Regions from separate parts of the Salmo salar genome. Here region 2 is linked to region 1. The links are chromatin contacts, called in public Hi-C maps. All regions are on one chromosome and are shown on one strand. The core of a region is the stretch at or near the end of the contact, and the rest is flanking DNA. Distances in the headings are between cores, read along the strand shown. Region 1 has its middle 7.4 kb from the start of psl2. Region 2 holds the start of LOC106587685 (biogenesis of lysosome-related organelles complex 1 subunit 6).

Region 1 (2,771 bases), core at 79-2,578:
TCACCCTGGAACAGTTGAGACTGAGACAATGTCATTACTCGATACCATCTTCTCTACTATAGTGTTTTTACAATCTCTACTACAAACTAGAGAAGTCTACAAATCCACTAACTATTTACATGTTTCATTAAAGACCAGGACAGGTGTTGTTGAGTAGCTAAAAATACTTGTATGGTCGTCAATGATCTAAGGTGTTGTTAATGACATTGAAGCCCAAACAGATTTAGAACCATTGATCTCAGATATTAACCAAATGAGACTGAACTGTGGGTTGTAGTGATTACAAACAATTCACCAACTAGGGAGGAACCATATTTGTAGTACTGCCACTAGCTCGATAATCTCTTACAGTAGTAGGTACTATTTCATTGCCAAAGTCGTTTAATTGAAATAGGCCAAGAAGATTCAACTTATTTCAGGGTTTCTCTAGCGCAGAGCGGCCTGAAGACACAAGCAGGAAAGAGCGAGGTTGCGGTTTTCAAACTGACAGCTAAGTAAGTTAGCTACCTAACCGCTAACTACCGGTTGCTAAATCAGTAAACTGTACTCTGAAACTTGAAAGAGGACCAATTTTGGAAATACATCTACACGTAGCTGTGAACTGTGAAGGTTGGGACAAATTTCAAATGAGCTTTAAGTTAATTAGATAGATTTGTGGGGGTACAAAAAGAAGGTAAAAGAGACATACCTGCTGGCTAACTTCCCGAAGTTGCAGACGAAAAAATATCTTCCTGCTTTGCCTTGGCGCAATGCTTTCTGGGATATGGTGTTCAATGAAACAATATTACGTAAAAGCAGACTTATTCAATAAAAAGCAGACAATTCTTGCGAAACTCTCGTGCTTCTTTTATTTTTTACTAATACAAATTGGCAATTTTTCCAATGTTGAGATAATTTCTTGATACAGTTTTTGTTTTCTATCGTAATGGCGTATTTTTGTAGGAACTAACTCTGACATGGTTCTATGGACAAATAGTTTTTGTATTAAGGTATGTGGTAAACATGTTTTCTTCGATGAGATAATCATCATCTAACGTCATTTTCTGTGAATTTGGAAGCATTTGTGTAATTAGAAAAATCACGTAAATGCATCATAATTAATAAAGGTAATGTTAACTGACTAATATTATCTCGTAGAACAAAACGTATAAGATATCCTAAGCCTGTATTAACCTCAGACTTTATTTTCGCGTTTATCCCAAAAGCCTACTCTTTCCTCATTAATTTTCGCCATAAGAATGGTAACTCATTTCCGGGTTTTAGGTCTACAAGCAGGTGAGCTCGCGTCTTTCTTTTTCCCAACGCAGTTAAGCCAAAACCACGCCCCGTTATTCAGAGGGATTCTGCTACGCTCCCATTGGCTAGTTAGCGTTGTCTCACTCACAGGCGATCAGTGCAGAGCCAGTGGCCTTCCAAGGTGAGGATGGAAAATGTAACTTAACAATTAGCTGCCTACCATAATGCAGGCCTATTATTATCATGTTTGGTAACATTTGCCCATGTATTCATTTTCAGAGTTTCAATGAGTTGTAAAAATGTATCAGAACTCTGCTGAATTCCCTCAATTGAAGGTCAGCTAAGTTTACCTAGGCTACTTAACGTTACTAACTCGGTATTTGACGTTGTTATATTATCATTCGTAGTCTATTATCAGGTAAAAGCATATGCTTATTATTCATAATTTCTGAAATTTTTATGAGCTAATCATTCAGTCGAATACGCTATGCTACAGCCATTGAATCTGACATTAATGGCTAGCTCTGTCCACTACATTATTTTATTATATTTTTCAATCTTGAAATACAAGGGCCAATGTTATTAATTAGTGACTGAAATTTCGCGCTACGTGATATTCACTTCCAGACATGGAGAGCGCTCAAAGCGTTGTAGAACGCCTCTCTGATAACAGGCGTGATTTTGGCTTAACTGAGTTGGGGGAAAAGAAAGACAAGGTGAGGTCTATTAAAGATGCATATGTAACTTCTTGTACTGCCAACGAAATTCACATAGAAATGTGAGTTATAGATTTGTCATCATTGAAAGCAATTCTAACAAGCAGTAGATATGTTCTATGTATGCCACTTCTATGCTTCCCGTTCTTAAGTTTCATTTTTGCATCTTTTACTTTTGGTTTTGTACACCAGCTTCAAACAGCTGAACATACAATATTTTTGGTTATTGAAAATATATTTCACAACTGTTTAGATGGTACAATGATTCACAAACTGAAATTAGGAAAATTATTAGAATTTTAGCTACCAGGAAATAAATGGTGAAGCGATTTCTGCATATTGTACCGGGTGACAGCGGGTGACAGCAAGGCAAGCCTCATCAAGTTCATGTCACTAGTGGTGTCTCAATATTGCCCAGCAGAGGGCAGATCTACTCACATAATAAAAAAAAGTTTGTAGCCAAACAGAACAAGGTGTATTGCAATCTCTCACTCACTGTACACAATGACTCCAATTGGGCATAACTTGACTCTGGAACAGTTACACCACGCATGGAGTGTTTAAGTGTATGCCGTCACATATAGTCTTCCCTGTGGCTCAGTTGGAAGAGCATGGTGTGTGCAATGCCAGGTTTGTGGGTTCGATTCCCACGGGGGACCAGTACAAAAAAAAAATGCATGAAATGAAATGTATGCATTCACTACTGTAAGTCGCTCTGGATAAGAGCGTCTGCTAAAAAAATGTAAATGATATAGATATAAGCTGCTTTACTCCTATCATGTGATAGCTATACATTAAATATAGCTAGATACATTTAGA
Region 2 (2,771 bases), core at 140-2,639, 39 kb after region 1:
TTCGGTTCTGTAGTCCAAATCAGGCATAAGAGTCTGATTCAGAGTTGAGATAAGCATGTGCAACTCATAACTAGTTACCGTAGCTGCCAGTGTTCTGAGGAGGGTCACGCTGAGACGAGGAGCCCTCATCTGCCCTCCCCTCTGTCTCCATGTTGGACATCACTGTCTGATTCTACAGCCTAAAGAAAGCAAGCAGCAGCAGTGGCAAAATTAGCAATGTTTAGCGGTGTGCCTGGTGTTTCCAGATTTCTATGAAATATGACCTATAATTACTTACAATATCAGTGAAATAGTTTTCCTTACAAAAAATGGTAATGAAGTATGTCAACAAAGCTTTTCTGTGTTGGAATGGTGTGGGCGTATACTGGTTATTAAAAATATTCATGCAGGTGGACTGCTGATTGGCCAGCTAATCCTTCTGAGGAGTATTACATCACACTATATGACAAAATAGCAAGCATTTTTTTAAAGTTTGAGGTGGGTTTTTTATTTTATGCAAATACAAGTATAGGATGAGTCAACAACATTATTTGGGTATGAGTTAACACAATATGAACTGTTAATAGTTAACTATTATTTCTTGTTTTATTCTGCCCAACCACTGATAAATTAATATAGGGGAAACACTGGAGATGTTAGCCACTTGGACCCTTGAACCTACTGAGGGGTTGCAAACCCACTTCCTCTTGGAGAAGTGTGCAGACTTTTATTCCAGCCCTGCTCTAAAAAGCCTGATTCAGCTGATCAAAGGTGATTAGTAGAATCAGGTGTGTTACAGTAGGGCTGGAGCAAATGCCTGAAAAGCCAGTAGTTATTCAGGGAAGGATTGGCAAGCTCTGGCTGAATGTCCTTTGTAAGTGAATGCCTGACTAAGACAACACAACCAGGTATCAATAAAATAGATCAACTAGCTAGCTAGTTTGATATCAGCACGTCTAGGAGAGCGCTATGGTGCCTGGCTATGCTAGCTAGCTATGCCATTCTGAATAAATCTAGAAATGCTGTCCACTCTACAGTTAGCTAGGGCAGCAAAACACATTCAAGTCATTTCAAATGGAGGCAATCATGATATATTGTAAAATATACAGATGATTTTGAACCCTTTACCTTTGAAATTAGCTCTCCATCAACAACGGCAACGTCTGGAAAACATCATGTGACAGGGCGTCACTCATGTGACTGTGTTTGGACTTCCTGTTTGAACGAATATAGCTTGATTACTTGTTTCTCAAACTATTAACGGTGCGATGTTGATGTTAGAGAAATGGTTTTGAACCGAATCACAGTGAGGAAATGGTCTCCCCTAGAAAAGGCTGACGATCGGTAATTTTAACGCTGTTCTAAGAGGATTGTTATGTTTTCAGCTCAGTTAAAAACTCGAGTCTCCGAGCTAGGTTGGCTAACCAATCAAGCCTCCCCTCTTCTGTCAATGGTGAATCGATTTGTTGGACGGATGAGTTGTTGCCAGACATTATTGTGTGTAGTCAACAAGATTGTTGTTTTCAACGTTAAATTCTTTAATGACAACGAGGGATTTGCATGCAGACAACAAGCAAGCTGTTTTGATTCAGCCGAGTGTGGATGCATTGTTTGTGCTTTTCTGTTGGAGGTGCTGTTATCCCCCATTGAAGTTCCCCTCGAATCATCAGAATTCTCTGAAATGGAATGGTTATCGTTTTCAGTGCATGAAATATTGAATATGTAGGCTTCCTTAAATCCATGTCCACCTCGGAGTATTCTGTTACACGGGTAGACGATCGAAACATACTTAAATGTCAACCTGGTGTGCAGTTAGCTATTACATTTAAAATAAATCATATTTATTATACTGTGCCGTTTTAAGACATTGGATGTGTTCTAAGTAACGATAGGACGTGTTCTTTCTTTCTGTTAATGATGAATTATTTCCATGTTTCAGGTGTGTCAACACAGATGTAACGTTACAACCACTGATTCAGTACGTTATAAGACGGCCGCATGGTGACATTGGTGAGAAGCACACCAAACTCAGACCGGTATAATTGAAAGTTAACAGCTCCTGACCTGTCAACAACTGGCGTTAACGATGTCAGGTGGTGCGAGCTTCATGAGCAAGGTGCGGTCCGCCTTTAGGAAGGAGCCTGAGGACTGGGACCTGAGCGACACGGCGCCCTTTGACCTCTCCGGGGACGAGCTCGCGGAGGATGAGGCGCCCAAGTTCAACAAACTCAAAGTGGTGGTTTCCGGTGAGATGGAGGACTACGCAGCAGGGGCACCGTCGAACGGCGTCGCGGTGAACACAGTGGTGGTGGATGATGACGATTCGCTGCTCGACTCGTCCTCGGGGAGCTTGGGGAGCCCCGGTGTCAACATGGACCGGTCGCAGTGTGAGAGCTGCACGAGGAAGAGAGAGGGGGTTAAACGGAGGAGAGTGATGAAGAAGTTGGCATGCGCCTCAGTGTTGTATTTTCTCTTCATGATTGGAGAACTGATAGGTGAGCAGACAAAACACACTACACTAGTCTGTTACAGGACTGACTACAAACTCTCATTATACACTGTTAGTACTGTGAGGTTAAAGCTGTGGCCTTCAAGTTCCAATCAAATCAATTTGGTATGATGTTTGGAGCATTGACTTCCAAGTTCCAAACTGAAGTACCCTGAGTGGACCTACTCACTAGCGCTGGTCCTGGAGAGGTACTGCGGTTGCACTGCAAGCCCAGCGCTAGAGCACAGCTGATTCCACTAACTAACTAATCATCAACACCTCTTATTAGGTGAATGAAGAGTGT

The links. A called contact is a pair of places that touch in the nucleus more often than the background predicts.
Region 2: a contact with region 1 is called in a Hi-C map of gill, with 3 times the contacts expected there. The contact joins the promoter of LOC106587685 here to the enhancer-like site in region 1. A contact is called at or near these places in 2 of 3 Hi-C or Micro-C datasets (blood and gill).

The regions. Positions count from the first base shown.
Region 1 is chrssa26:32,421,588-32,424,358 of Ssal_v3.1, forward strand. No RefSeq gene overlaps it. Among protein-coding and RNA genes, the nearest start is that of psl2, 7.4 kb to the left of the region's middle. Within about 2 kb of position 1,329, at least 9 of the 13 cell types and tissues checked have an H3K27ac peak or open chromatin away from gene starts, as enhancers often do. A contact at or near this core is called in gill, where this site is marked.
Region 2 is chrssa26:32,460,333-32,463,103 of Ssal_v3.1, forward strand. LOC106587685 (biogenesis of lysosome-related organelles complex 1 subunit 6) reads right to left here and starts at 1,390. Exons shown (of 7, transcript XR_001324491.2): 1 at 1,108-1,390; 2 at 79-179. It overlaps LOC106587684 (zinc transporter 4), which reads left to right and starts at 831. Exons shown (of 8, transcript XM_014176271.2): 1 at 831-853; 2 at 1,919-2,474. The coding sequence starts at 2,066.